2 separate regions of the Mus musculus genome follow, and region 2 is linked to region 1. A link is a contact called in public Hi-C data. All regions are on one chromosome and are shown on one strand. Each heading gives the region's core, a stretch centred on a gene start, on an enhancer-like site or on the middle of the called end of the contact. The rest is flanking DNA. Distances are from core to core; before and after follow the strand shown.

The links. Hi-C and Micro-C count contacts between places; a contact is called where the count stands out from the background.
Region 2: a contact with region 1 is called in a Hi-C map of CD4 T cells, with 5 times the contacts expected there. The contact joins the promoter of Gnb1l here to the promoter of Dgcr6 in region 1.

What each region holds. Positions count from the first base shown.
Region 1 is chr16:18,062,514-18,070,378 of GRCm38.p6, reverse strand. Dgcr6 (DiGeorge syndrome critical region gene 6) reads right to left here and starts at 3,976. Exons shown (of 5, transcript NM_001289814.1): 1 at 3,780-3,976; 2 at 3,523-3,683; 3 at 855-955; 4 at 148-288. The coding sequence starts at 3,889.
Region 2 is chr16:18,496,484-18,504,348 of GRCm38.p6, reverse strand. It overlaps Gnb1l (guanine nucleotide binding protein (G protein), beta polypeptide 1-like), which reads right to left and starts at 5,636. Exons shown (of 8, transcript NM_001081682.2): 1 at 5,498-5,636; 2 at 5,209-5,303.

The sequences.
Region 1 (7,865 bases), core at 2,727-5,226:
GCAGACCTTGTCTCAGAAATAAAGAAAAAAGAAAAAAGAAAGCAAATCACCCCCAACCAGAAGAAAACCTAAAACAAAAGTTCCAGATAGAACTGAACCTTCAGGGGCTGGGACACAGGTGGTGACAGGGCTGGCTGAGGTGCTGACCTGAGGATTGGTGGTCACGTAGAAACCAGCTACCCCTGCCTTCTCCAGTGTGCTCTGCTGGTCGGCAACCTTCCGGTCCAGCTCCAGGACAATCTTTCGGTCCATAGCCTGCTGCTCCTCCCGGATCCGATGTTCCATGGCCTGCCATGACTTGAGTAAGGGTGGTTCCTGCTAGGGCTTCCGCCCAGGGATGCCTTAAACACAAGCTCCCACCTGCTACCTCCTCCTGGCTGCCCTGCCCACCACAGCGATTCTGGTGACACGGTATCCTTGCTTGTGGTTCAGCAGAGGGGTCCCCAACAGTCCCAGCTGGAAATGCCTTTGAGATCTGTCATTCATCCCTTGGAGCCACTGCCCTCATCCCCAGCATCAAGGCTTGTTGATTTCCTGAGGGTCTACATCTGCCCCTGAGCTCCCTGGCCTCTTCCTGACTGGTCTTTGTCATCTCAACATTGTGCTTCATCACCTGAGATGGAAAGGGCAGGGTCCCAACTCAGTGACTGCTCTATAAGCACAGAGATGCTTGTTTGCCAGGACAGGGGAGTGACAGATGGGCTGTGACTCTCCTCAGTCACCATGGGAAAAAGTCATGAGTTCACCAACCCTTCAGCACCCATTAGCTCTGCCTTGGACCACCCTCAGCCCCGCCACTGAGCCAGCTAGTACCCATGAGGAGTCAGGCCTAGCCATCTAGTCCCAACTCCTACCTCCAGCTCACGCTGCTGAGCTGCCTGGAGCACTGGCAAGTTGTGGGGCCGGCAGGACTGCTGGGCTTCCAGGTGCTTCTGCCTTAGAGTCTGTCTGAGCACTGTGAGGAAGGGAGAGAGGTCCATCAGCAAAAGCAGGTGTTGGGAAGACAGGGGCAGCTGGGTGAGAGGTCTAGTTCAAGGAAGCACTTCCCAGAAAGCTGTGGGGAGTTTTAGTCCCTCAAGGACTGCTCTCAACCAGCACCCTCCTTTACCTCCACGGTGCTGACAGGGCTGTGTAGGTTAGGCAGGTATAGCAAAGATCAGAGCTCAGTACAACCAGGGCAGGAACAGGGGGCAGACAGGTGCCTGAGGCAGGTGGCCTTTGGTCTCAGGTGGCCCAGTTCTAGCTTTCTTGGACATCCTCCAAAGGATATCACACAGGGACTCTGGGTGAGTACTTAAGCATTCAAGAGCTCAAAGCCCATACAAGGAGGAAGGGGGCTCTGTCTGCCAGTGGTGCAGTGTGTTGAATCAAGCTTGGTGCTACCCTATGGGTAAGCAGAGCAGCCCCTGCTTGGCAGCCAGGAGGTGAAGCCACATACTGTGAGCCTACAGGGTTCTGTGCTGGGAAGTCCTTACCCTCTGCTAGCAAGCAAAGTACCCAGTCCCTGGTAAACTGCCACACACGTAGACATGCCCTAACGGGCAGAGAGAGAAGGGAGCACAGGGTGCTAAGTACTCACTATCACAAAACGGAGCGCACCACACCCAAAAACACGAGTGTGGCTGGCCGGCTCTGAGAAAGCCAACACCTTTATTCCTAGAGGAGATTCATGGGACAGCTCTATTCAGAAGGGTCCCTGGGGTTCCCTTAAATCTGACAGCCTCGGCAGTGCTTACAGCCTCCCCTAGGTCTTGGCATTTTATGTACCCCAGTGATACCATTTATCATTGCTGTTTGAAACTGACTTAGTCTATCATAAGTTCATCAACACAAGGGCAAAGAAGAGATGGCCTGCTTGTCTGGTTGCAGTGAATATGAAGTAGTCAGAAGGCTTGGGGCAGCAGGTACATGTGTGAGACATCATCTCCTTCAGTCCACTTATCCAATACTGCAGAACATCCCAGGTCAGTTCCCAGAGTCCACACTGGCTCCCTGCTCACTAGGGACCTGGCCATGGTAATGTCCAAGGACAGCAAGGTGGCCCATGCCAGCCACCACCTTCTGTATCTGGCTGAAGGCAGCAGAGGCACTCACTGCCAGGTGTATCAGCCTAGTTCAAGCCTTCTGAAAGACAACTAGCAAAGGCTTGAAGCAGGTACCAAGAACATCCCACCCAAAAGGGCTCTATAGGATGATGAGCAGCTCCACAGTGAAATCAGGGGAAGAAGAAGTCAGTGGTGTCTTTCCTTCCTGGTGATGGAAGCAAGTGCTGGAAGAATGGTGGAAGCAACAGAAGGAACAAAGCCTCCTCCTGCTTACTGGAAAGGATGAGCAAGGTAGGGCCTGGCCCAGACTTGGAATTTCACCACTGGAGAGGCTGAGACAGGACAGCCAGCTCTAGACAACACAGAGGAACAGTCTCGGAAAACCAAAATGGAAAAGAATGAACTTAGTCGTGTACTTTAGGCTTGTGAACTAGATATACCACATACCTCCATCAAAACATTAAAAAGAATAAAGAAAAGCACAGCCGGGCTGGTGAGATGGCTCAGTGGGTAAGAGCACCCGACTGCTCTTCCAAAGGTCCGGAGTTCAAGTCCCAGCAACCACATGGTGGCTCACAACCATCCGTAACAAGATCTGACGCCCTCTTCTGGTGTGTCTGAAGACAGCTACAGTGTACTTACATATAATAAATAAATAAATCTAAAAAAAAAAATTATTAAAAAAAAAAAAAAAAAAAAGAAAAAGCACAGCCACTCAAACATTTGGTGAAGAACTAAAGCTCTCGGAGAACAAGAGACTTCTCAACACATTCTGAGGCATTACCTTCATCCCCACACAAATATTACAAGATGCATTCCTAGAATACAATTCCTTTCTGGGATTTAGAAATCAATGTCTCACGAGAGTAACAGCAAAACCATCTGATCATCTCCACAGGAACTGCAAAAGATTTCAACAAAATCCAACACCTATCTCTAATGGGAAAATCCTGTCTGGCAGCACACAGGCATTGCCAGAAAGGCAGAGTATGTTTGCATGTAAATGTAGCCCAATATAGAAAACCTGCTTAGCAGGTGAGAAGCCCTGGGTTCAGTCCTCAGTTTCAAAATCCAAAGCAATAACAAAGCCCAAAGATCTATAACGTAGCATGGGGACATCGTCACACTATTCTTTCCTAAAATGTTTGAACCGAGTCAAGCTTGAACAAATAAAATGGAAAGGAGATCTGATGGTACAACGGAAGATGCCTAGTATAATTTATAGGAGGAGGTGATCAAGCCTGATACTCAATGGGAAGGTGCTGGAATAATGGATTATCTCTGTGGTAGCACACAGCTATCAACAGACCTACAAGCAGCGAGGTCCATCAAGCCTAGGAGGATGTGGGTACTCTAGGGAACGCGAGTAAGAAGTTTCTGGACAGCAGACTAAAAGGATCAGCATGGCTCTGCACCCCCTGACCCGAGGCTCCCGCGGCTAGGGACGCCCTAGGGAAGGTCCCGTCGCCCCCTGCACCTCGGTGTTCGTTCTGCAGCCGCAGTCTCTGGTTGTAGAGGCTCTTCTCAGTGAGGTGCTGAATCTCCAGAAGACCCTGCACGATTTCAAACACCGTTCCGTCGAGCAGCGCCAGGGCCAAGTCGCTGAGCGTGGTGTAGGACAGGCGCTGCTGAAAGGAGCTGCGGGTAGATCGCCGGGTGAGCGCGGCCGCGGCCCTGGCCCCGGCTCCGGCCCCGGCCCCGGCCCCGGTCCTCCCGCCGCCCGTCGCCGCGCACCTGGGCAGCTCCTTGACCAGGCTCTGTAGTGCTGACAGCAGCTGGTAGTGCCGCTCCTGCTGCCGGGCCCGATCCGCCGCCTCATCCCCGGCGGCCGCATAGCGGTCCATCGCGCGGTTTACCGCGCGGTCCCCCGCCGCCCCTCTACTCGGTCTCCTAGGGTGCCCCGGCGCGCCCCGCCCCCTCACGTCATTCTCCAGCGCGAACGACGCATGCGCCCCGCCCCTCCGGTCGGTCTCCGGCCGTTCACCGTGGTGCGTCAGGCACAATAAGACGCGCTCCACCCACCAGGGAGACTGCTTGTAAGCGCTTTGTCCTAGGGAGAAGAAATAGGGGCTCGCTGAGCTCCCAAGTGGTGCTGACCTTGGAGGTGCGCGCCCAGGGCTCTGCATTCTGGTGTTTTAAAGAAGCAACTCTGGCCTGCTGGGTGTTTTAAAGAAGCCAGTCTGGCCTGCGCCTAGTGTGCGCAGACTGAGGCCACTGGAAGCTGGACACTCCCAGCGGGTTGTGATCCACCCTGGGGGACCTCAGGAAAACAGTACGGAGGAGAGCCAGCTTCTCTTTAGGGTTCTTATTCTCATTAATAAAAGACTTTAGGACAATTTTATTAGCGTTAAAGGATACCCCACCCCCACAAGGAAACCTCAGCGACTGCCTGGAAGTGGAGAGTAGATGAGAAAAGAGTCTTGTGAAGTTGAATTCATGCTGGCTCAACAGTCCTTTACCTACTGAGCCAGCCCCAGCCCCTGACAGTGTCCACATTCATAATTTAGTTTGCAGCATGAATAAGAGAAATGACACCTTCCTACAGCGTTTTTTTAAATAAAAATTACATTCCCTGATGTGCCATCTTTTTCCCTTTTATTACTATTTTAAAAATATAACTCTGTTGAATCATCCTGGTTACTTTCTTTTTGTTTTCCCTTTTGCCACGATAAGCTCTGAAGTAGTGAATTCAGATCTGGGTAACATAAATTACAGTGAAGAAACCTTGTGAAGTTTGAATGCAAATGACCCCATAGCCTCAGATATTTGGAAACTTGGTCCCCAGTTGGTGGAATTACTAAGGAAGGATTAGGAGGTGTGGCTTTATTGGAGAAAGAGTGTCACTGAGGGCTGGTTTTGAGATTTTAAAACATACACCATCCATACATTCTCTGTCTGTCTGTCTGTCTCTGTATGTCTGTCTCTGTATGTCTCTCTACCTCTGTCTCTGTGTCTCTCTTTGTCTCTCTCTCTCTCTGTGTCTCTGTCTGTCTCTTTCTGACTCTCTGTCTCTCTGTGTGAGTGTGTCTGTCTGTCTGTCTGTCTGTCTGTCTGTCTCTTTCTCTTGTCTCATCACTACCAGCACCACCTCATGCTTTTGAATTAAGATATAAGCTATCAGCTACTTCCCCAGGGCCATACCTGCCTACCTGGCTGGTGCCATGCTCTCTACCATGGTGGTCCTGGAGTCACCTTCTGAAGCTGTAAGACCCCCAACAAACCCTTCTGTAAGTTGCCTTGTTCATGGTGTCCTCGCAGCAATAGAAAAGCCTCTGAAACACCTGTGCATGGAGAAATAATTTGCATGAATAAATATACTCCAAAGTAACTGTAATTTAATGTTGACAGTATACCAAATTATGGTGAATCATTTAAATCAGACATTTAAAAGTCACGATCTGCAGCTGGGGATGTAGCTTAGTTGGTAGAGCGTTGCCTAGCATTCAAGATGCAGTGGGGTTCTATGTGCAGTATCACAGAAACCAGGCATGGTGGCGCATGTCTGTGATTCCAGTACTCAGGAATTGTAGGCATGGTCGGATGCGCAGGGGCATCTTTGGCTACATAGTGAGTTCCAGGCTGGCCTGAGATGCAGTAGACCCTGGCTCCAAAAGAAAGTCATTAATTGTTCACATACTCAACTCTGGATATTGGAGTGTGAGCAATCCTTGAACATCTTTTTAGCACACCAATTAGGATACAAACAGATCCTAAACAGGGACACATGCCTGAAACACATAGTATTAGTGTGTACCCCACAATGTCCCGTAGGCCACATATTACAGCCTATGACAGCTGAGAAGGATGAAGGCTAGAGCAACCATGGTACCATGCCATCTGTGATATCACATGACAGCTAATGGAAGATACATGCCTCTGACATATCATGTCACTAAATCATGTAAGACATCGTATGACAGCTGGGAGGATGGATGGAGACTGCCATATTACGTAATGATTCTCCACAGTGACCCAGAGGAGACTAGAGAGCACTGTGCTGTGTCACATCAGGCCGTTGTGCATATGTGGCACATTAAGATGATCAGGAGTGGAGGCCAGAGTTAATAGCTTTTTCCCTGTTGCTTAGTATGGCAGTCCAGAGATGGCATGCAGACAGTGAGCCACAGTCTGCCATAGGGATAAGGTGATGTCACCTGTGATATTGTGATGCCAGGGCTGCAATCTGTCCTTATGAGAATAAGGAATGTGTTTCTTCTCAGCTGTTAGACCAAGGAGGCTGTAAGCATATCAGGTCTGGGCCTTCAACCTATATAAAATGTCATGTACAATATAAGATGGAATACAGGCCTGAGATCTCTCTCTCTCTCTAAATATATATATATATATATATATATATATATATATATATATATATATATATATCAGCTGAGAAGAGAGAGGCATCAGTCACATGTCACTGTGTAATACATGGTACTACCCAACAGCTCAGAGAAGGCTCAAATTGGCTTGCACCATGTTACATATGATATATGACAACTGAGGCACATTTTTTTGTCAGTTTGTGTCACTACATAACACATCTAATATATAATACTTATCTAATAATTATAAGAGCTCACAGATGGACCAGACCTTGATTCATGTTACAGTGTTACTGAGGATGTCATGTAACATCAAAGATCATAAACCTCAGATGCACTATGTCACTGTGGCATATACCAAACCCTGCAGTGACTTAAAGAGGGGACATTCATCCTATTCATGTCACATATGTGTCACACAGCTTATGGGAGAGGATACACTCACCACTCACTTAGACTGTGTTGTCATGTGACAGCAGAGCAGGTGCATTAGGACAGCTGCTGATGGGACTGTGGAGACTAGAGGCACACTTGGTCACTGTGGATTATGAAATACCATACAGCAGCCAAAGGTATTGGAAAGCAAGTCGTGCTATATTGTTGGGCTGTGCACATAAGACTGGTCTCTGTACTGAGAACATCAGACTTCCTGAATGACTGGGTGCAGGTTAAATCTATGAATCATTTTGTTCAGCAGCATACACTGTGTGTAAGACATTGGTCATCTATGTGTGTGTGTGTGTGTGTGTGTGTGTGGTGAGGTATCAGCACACACACACACACATATATATATATATACAAATATGTATGTGCATTATAAATATATTTAATCTGTGTTTAAGTACATGAGTGATTGAGATTGAAACACTGTGCTTAGAAAGATAGGGTTCCAGTACTGCATTATCTATCTGTCTGTCTGTCTGTCTATGTATTATAAGACAGGGTCTCTGTGTATAGCCTTGGTTGTCCTGGAACTCACTATGCAGTCCAGGCTGGCCTGAGACTCACAGAGATCCTCGGGCCTCTGCCTTCCAAATACTGTACTTAGCAGCATTTGCCACATTGGTCAGGAAGCCTCACTTCATCCCCATGAATGCTTAGCATTGTCCATCTGACACTGTCTATCCATACAGGTCTCATCTTTGTGTTTATTAAGGGGCAGATTTGTGAATGACTTTATATTGCACTTTCTCTATAAAACCAGCCTCACAGAAGGTGGTGTGGGTACGAAGTCTTCATATACAAGACTGTGCGAGTGGAACACTGACTTGAGGCGATGCTGTGTCTACAAGTTTCCCACAGTGAGCACCACTAGACTTAGCTGACTTAGGTGCTGTTGTTATCTCAGAGGAACACTGTATTTAGCTATGTGTGGTGTACATAATACATACTTTGGGGATATGCTTTTTAACTCTCTTTAACAGCTTGGTGTGTGAATAACAAAGCATATTATCATCTCTGAGAAAGACTTTCTTAAGCATTGTACACTGCATGTAAC
Region 2 (7,865 bases), core at 4,387-6,886, 430 kb before region 1:
CATTCTGTATACTGGACAGCGGTATCCTGTCCTCAGATCAATTTGGCTCAAAGGAGCCTGCATGCTCAGCTCTCACTAAAAACTCACCCTTGTACAGAACTGGTCTTTCTTCATTCCGAGCCGAGGCCTCACATTCCCATCTGCTACCTGCTCCTCTCTTTACCTAAGCTCTCAGAAGTCAGATCCCCAGGCCACCCAACACCTGGCACTCCTTCCCCTTCTAGCCCCAGCTCTTCTGACCAGACCCTCTCACCTTCATAGGCTCCACTGGGAACTACCACTGCACACCTGTGACACTCAGCTGGGCTCTGCTGACAGAATGAGTACAGAATTTCTGTTCACAAAACAAGACTCTGTCAGCAGCCACCATACACTCAGCAGTTAAGTCAACTCGTGTTTATTGAGATCAGCAATGCTTCCAGGAACCCTGACATTGAGACTCAATCTGCGAGAGCGTGCGTGCGCGCGCGTGTGTGTGTGTGTGTGTGTGTGTGTGTGTGTGTGTGCATACTCTGCAGAGCGGGGGTGGGGTAGGGGCTTTTTTTTCAGCATAACCATGTATAGTGAGAATGTAGCCCTGTGAAAACGGCAACAACTAGAGTTGAACCTAGCAAGAGGCTTAGATCCTACCCTCCTGCATTCAAACCTCCCAGCTGCCCAAGGCTTCAAATAAGCCACAGGAAGTGTGGTTCTCAGCCAAGATGTCATCTTATCCCTCAGAAGGATGAATATGGTTGCTTCTGCACTGCTTACATGAAATGAAATCCAAGCTGGGCGTGGTGGGGCATGCCTTTAATCCTAGCACTTGGGAGGCAGAGGCAGGTGGATTTCTGAGTTTGAGGCCAGCCTGGTCTACAAAGTGAGTTCCAGGACAGCCAGGGCTACACAGAGAAACCCTGTCCCGTAAAAAAACAAAAACAAAAAAAGAAAAAATGAAATCCAAAGTATGCAGTAACAGGTACGTTTGGTGTTTTTTTTTAAAGTCAGTATATACATACAATAGGTTATTTAACCATTAAAAAAAAATCCAAAAACAAAAACAAACAAACAAACAAAAATCCAAGCAACATGGAACCAAAGGCACTGTTAAGTGAATTAAACAGGTAGAGACACAAATGCCACATGCATCTGCATCTGTATGTGAAAGCTCTCCGAGTTGATCTGATGGAAGCAGAAGGCAGATCGTGGTAACGAGACAGGAAAGACCAGGAAGAGACAGGAGTATTGGATACCTTCCACCACACATGTGTGCGTAAGAGTTGGCAATAACAGAGTTCATCTTTTATAAGGAACCATGAGAGGAGTGTAAATACCATCCCATACAAAGAAATTATCAACACTTAAGAAAAGGAAATGGTAATTACCAGATAGGATCATTATACATCTATATATCCAATTATACTATACTCCATAGATAGACCATTTTTAAAAAGGAAGAATAGCCGGGCGTGGTGGCGCACCGCCTTTAATCCCAGTACTCGGGAGGCAGAGGCAGGCTCATTTCTGAGTTTGAGACCAGCCTGGTCTACAAAGTGAGCTCCAGGACAGCCAGGGCTACACAGAGAAACCCTGTCTCAAAAAACCAAAAAAAAAAAAAAAAAAAAAAAAAAAAAAAAAAGGAAGAAAATTTAGTTCCAGCACTCAGAAGGCAGAGGCAGCGGGGTTGAGAGTTCAATGCCAGTCTGGTATATATCAAGTTCCAAACCAGGAAAAACTACATAGTGAAACACTGTCTCAAAAACAAAAAAGCCAAACCAACAAAAATATTTTAAAAAGAGCACTGGCTTCCTTCAAACAGCCTTCTTTCCATTGTAGACGAGCATCAGAAGTCACCAAGAGCAGGGCAGAGAAACACCAAGGTTATGTGTGGGGGCTGCATCTGGACACAGTGCTATAAATAATCTGATGGTGGCTGATTCCTGTAAAACTGGCCAAGTAAAACAACACTTCCAGGTGTGGGGCAGGAACTCAGCTAGGAGCCCAAAACAAGCCCACATCCCAGTAGGAGCAGGGAGAGCTTATGTACCTTTCTGTCTATCTATCCAGCCACAGGGTAGGTGGAGTCATCTGTAGACAGCACTGTCCTGTCTAGGAGCTGGGGGACTCCCTCACTCTGCACAGCACTTCATCTCAAAGGGCACTGCTGTACATCTAGAGCATGCTCAGAACACAGGGATAAGGAGTAGTGAACAGGGTGGCTCTTGTGGGATGTCTGGGACATTGTTCACCCACCATGGGATACCTAGCTACAACTCTCAGTCTCCTTATGTTTTAGAATTCTTCTCTGTTTTCTGAGGGTCTAAGTTCCTCAGATAAGCTGATTCTAGCTTCCAAGAAGAGGAGTTAACAGATTTTAAAGATACTGAAACAAGTTTGGGGGCTGCCTCCTTTAGATGGGAGACAAGTTGGCCTCACAGCATTACAATAAAGACTAAATGCAAAACTAGACTGGGTCAGGGACTCTCGGGGTCCAGGGGAGCTCTCCTTGGCCAGGTGCTCCTGGATATAGGGTTAGACCTCAACCAAGCAGGGTTTGGAGGGAGCAGCTAAGGCAGGCTTCAGTTCCCATGCTAGGGCTTCTGAGCACACCTAACTAAGCACAGCTGTGCTTAGTTGTGGGCTGCCGTGGGGCCACTGGTGGCTGGCTTGATGTGGAAGGCAGGAGACAGTGGCATGGTACTCAACAAAACTGTTTTGAATAACTTCTTCGAGATCCTGGCAGAAGAGTTCATAATCGCCAGGCAAGGTACCTATTTCGGTAGGGAGCGAGCCAGGCCCAAGCCAGGCCTATCAGTCAACTGAGGTTCTCACAGACAGAGCTGAGATTGTCCTAATAGTGTTCACAGTGGAAGACATACAATCACCCAGCTGAGCCAAAAAAGCAGTCTAGTAGTCGTGGAGAGCCATCGAAGGTTCCAGGTTGGAGCCAGGAACCCAGTGGAAGTCTGTCCTGAGTGGCCAAGGGTCTGGTATGCATCCAGCTGGAGGGCTCCTTTCTGCAGGCTTACTGGCAGCAGAGTCATTAATTCCACTGTTCCACTCCACGGTGATGCATACACATGTGGGGTTCCCACAGGAGGGCCTCTCAGACCAGGAATCCGCCAAGGGATCATGTCGTGAAGTCCCATCGTCTGCTGCCAAGGATGTGCGTTGGTGAAACTGGCTGCCATCTGGACAGGGTTGCCAGGGCTCTGCCAATGGTACCTGCCACGAAGCCTGCCAGGAGCGAAGGAAGGACGGGCCCATAGAAGACCTGGTGTGGACAGAAGAGGCAGGCACAGCACAATAGGCCAAGAAGCAGCTGGGCAGGGTGTGGCAGAATGCCATTCCAGGTAAATGTCGAGGACCAGGGGAGCTGAGGCAGTGAGAGTCGAGGGACTGTCAGATGCAGGCCATCATCCAAGGAAATCTGTCCAAAAACAAGGTAAGGAAGAGCAGGGACCAGGCTCAACCATCACCTCTGACTGGCAGGAGGAGGCAGCGGGCAGAAAACCCTAAGGGACCCGACTAACTGCTCTGAATTGGGGGAGGGACCAGAGGCTGGCCCTGGAGTTTGGAAATAAGACAAATGCTGCCTACAACTTCCAAGGTGTAATGACAGATGTTGTCAATCCAGATCAGAACATCAGGGAATTTTGGGGCAATGACAGCAGCAACTGTCATTTGTCCCATTTGTACTGAATGCTGACCACACACCACCCACAAATTGGGTACTATTATCATTGGCAAGAAGAACGGCAAAGTGATGTGTATGCAGTCACACACCAACTAGTAAATGATAGTAGAGGAACAGAACCTGGCTGCAGAGACGAGCTTAGCCACAGATCACTTTGAAGGTTACGGACTACCCTTCTACTACTTCAGAGTGGAGTGAGTGGGCTCTGGCTGCCTCAGCACTGTAAACTAATAAGAACAGAGCACACCAAAACACCCCTGCACACACAGCACCAGGCACACCTGGCAGACAGAGGCATTACAAAACTGTCTTGCTTATCTGTCTCCTCCTGCTCCCAGCATTTCCAGAGAGACCACCTGCAGGCAAAGCTACCCAATCCTGAGCACCTGTCCCTCGTCTTCATCCCAGTCAATAGCCAAGCACCCTCACCTCCACAAGTGAAATTCTGATTCCACTTGGAGGCCTCCTCCTGTGACCTCCAGCACACAGGCTGAGCCTGGAAAGTGCCTTCTGTGGTTGGATCTATCTGTATTCCAAGCTATGGTCACCAGAGGCCAGGCAAGGAAGGAGGACAAGGAACCCACCTGGACTCTCACACTCTGCTCCAATCTCTCTAGGGAGGGAAGCCCACCACTTGGAGAGCTCCTCTCAACTCTCTTCATCCCTATACACCTAGCCCAATTCTCCGCAACTCTCTCCTAGGAGCACCAAGTTCTGCACATGCCTTCACACCTGGCTTTCCATGTGTTTACCCCAAATCCAGAGTCAGTTTCTCCAAAAAGGCATAGCAAGGTTCATCTTTCACCAGCACCTCCCAACTGGCTTGTAACACTCAGCTGTCAGCACCCCCAGTACCTACTTCTACCACCCAAGCATTTCAGAACATCTCTGGTAGACCCTTGACTCACACCTGAAAGCCCAGCCCTTGACCTGGGATTCCCACCATAATTATCAGCCAGACCCAGTCTCTCAGTGAGTAATTCCCACAAGCCAGGCCCCACTCCCCAAAGTTAGGCTGCCCACAAACACCATGTTGCATGCCCAGAGCCCATGTGCCACCAAGACCTCTTGCCCCAACTTCGAACCTTAGATTTTATCTGCCTACCTGAGTGCCCCTGACAACCTAGGAAAAGAGCCCCTACCCCTGCGCGAGCAGTCAACTTCTGCTGCTTCCTTACTGAGATAGTCACTAGCTTTTTGAGCTTCATGATCATCCATCCCATGCTGAGGTCTCATGCCCTCAGCATGCCTGTCTGTTGAATTCTCTCGCTTCTCTCCGCCTTCCCTGCCTGGCACTAGGTAATTTCGTTCCTTTTCCCGGGCTGGACAACAATCTAGAAGAAGACGCAGGGCCGCGGCGCACGGTACTCTTCCTCCGAAGTTCTCTGCTCCCGAGACCCAGGAGACCCGGGAACAGAACATGCCCAAAGCCACCATGTGAGTGGAGGACAGACTACCTGCACCGCCCGCCCGCCAGAAACGCCATGCAGGACATTCAGCTCTTAAGCTCCGGGACAACTAAGTCCACCTACCTAGGACTGCGCCAGGAGGGGCCGCCAGGATCAGAGGCTCCGCTGGAGAACACCAGGCAGAGGGGCTTCTTCCGAGGGCAGGATCCCACCGCCACCTGCAAAGGGAAGAGCGAGATCAGGTGAGCGGGGACGGGACTCTTCAAGACAGGGCCCCTACGCCGGCTCCCCACCTCACGCCTCCACACAGACCCCGCCGCGAAGATCCGAGCCTAACGCAACCGGACCCGAGGGTCTTGCTGCCACCTCGTCGGCCACGCCCCCTCGGCGTGCGCGGCCACCCCCGACGTACCGGCTCTGGCGCTCCGCACGCCCCAAGTTAGCCTTCCCGCGGGGCTGCGCGCGCACGTTCGGCCCACCGCGCCTGCGCCGTAAACAGCGAGGCCTCCATCTCGCAGAGGGTCACACCGCGCCAGCGCGCCAGCGCGGAGGCTGATGGGAGCGCGCGCACCGTACTAAGTGGAGAGGCCCGGTGCGCAGGTGCTGGGTGGTCCTGGGTCCCACTGGAGCAGGCAGGGGGCGGTTCTCATGCGTTGTGAGTCCTGGAGGACTACCCAGAGCCGGCTTGGGTCTAAAGGCTAAGGGCGTCATCAGGCCTCCGGTACTGAGTGGCTGCTGAGCCTTCGGGCCTGGGGAGTATTTCTCTCTGAGTGGCAAGTGTCTGTCTTTTTGTGTGTGTTTTGTCCCTCCTCTTCAATGCCTAGCAGCTACAGGCAAGCAAGCTAGCGCGCTACGCAGCACTGTCACTTTAGAGAGGCCAGGAAATGAGCCTGTGTGCCCCTCACATGCATATGCATGGCTTGTCCCTGTAGCTCCTCTGTGTTCTTGTAGTGTCATCCATCCCACAACCAGGACATGTGTTTAGATGGGTCTTGGACCACGAACAGAAGGCTTTGCTGCATCCCATCTGAAAGCAAGCACACACATGACACACCACCTCCCTGTTTTCCCTGCTCTGATGACTCCTTTCATGAAAGATCTCTGAAATGTTATCTGCATTTACACCCAAACGCACTGGCTTTGATCCTTGAAAGGGGAATCAAAGATCACATTGTACCTTCCAAGGGTCTGTGGGCCTTTCAGTAGCTCGGGCCAAAAGCAATAAAAGTGGCACCCAGCCAGGAAACACCTCCTTGAAGTGTGAATGAAACTTAGCTTTTTTTTTTTTTTTTTCAGTTGTATCTTTTCTAATTGACCTGATAATTTAAACTTCCTCCCTTAAGGGAAGGGTTGTTTCTGTGAATTCCAATCACCCTCAGGCCCAAGCAGCTTTAGCCAGTTAATAGTGAACAGCAGGCTTGTGCAAAAGACTACCCAACTGTCGGCCTTTTTCCAAACTGCCTTTTGGGGGTTTTCTTGTTTTTTTTTTTTTTTTTTGGTTTTTCGAGACAGGGTTTCTCTGTGTAGCCTTGGTTGTCCTGGAACTCACTTTTTAGACCAGGCTGCCCTCGAACTCAGAAATCCACCTGCCTCTGCCTCCCAAATGCTGGGATTAAAGGTGTGCGCCACGCCCGGCCACCTTTTGGGTTTTATTTTAGGGCATCACCTCAAATGTCCACGACAAAAGTTAACATAGTAACCATTGTAAAGCATACAGTTCAGTAGTAATATTAATAAATGTATTCTCGAGGCTGTGCAACTATTGCCACCATATCCAAAACTATTTCATCACACTAGAAACTATCCATTAAGCACTGACTCCTCGTCTCCAAACCCTGAGCTCCCACCATTTGCAGTCTGAATTTGACTGTGTACCCCATGTAATTGGTGCTCATGAAATGTCCATTTGTGAATGTATTTAATTTCATATATTTTCAGGGTTCATCCATGCTGTAGTATGTACCTGAATTGCCTTCTTTTTAAGTGCTGACTGAGAGACTGGAGAGAAGGCACTGACGGCTCCTGCGTAGAACCTCAGTCTGTTTGCCAGCACCTACACTGTGGCTCACAAATATCCATAACTCCACTTCCAATGTATGATTTTTTTCTAGTTTCCGGTCACTAAGCACATACAGAGCTCACATATTACATGCATGCAGAAGCACTCATCCATATAAAAATAAACATTGGTTTTTTTTTTTGTTTTGTTTTGTTTTTCGAGACAGGGTTTCTCTGTATAGCCCTGGCTGTCCTGGACCTCACTTTGTAGACCAGGCTGGCCTCGAACTCAGAAATGAGCCTGCCTCTGCCTCCCGAGTGCTGGGATTAAAGGCGTGCGCCACCACGCCCGGCATAAACATTGTTTTAAGCCAGTCTTTAATCCAGAACTCAGGAGGCAGAAGCAAGTGGATTTCTATGAATTCCAGACCAGCTTGGTCTATATACTCAGGCATCTGTATCAAAACCACCTGTAGTGGCTATTCCTGGTTGTCAACTTGACTATATCTGGAATGAACTACAATTCAGAATTGGAAGGCTCACCAGTGACCCTAATCTGGAGGCTGGGAGATAGAAGTTTCTGATCTGGATCTTGATATGGAGATCTTGAGGCATAGTGGCTATGAATTCCAGAAGATTAAGACCCGGAGATCTCTGAGTTCAAGGTCATCTGGAATTAAAGGTGGCACACAACTTTAATCTGGGCTACACCTTCTGTTGGAGACCATATAAGGACAATGGAAGAAGGAACTCTCTCTTTCTCTCTCTCTCTCTCTCTCTCT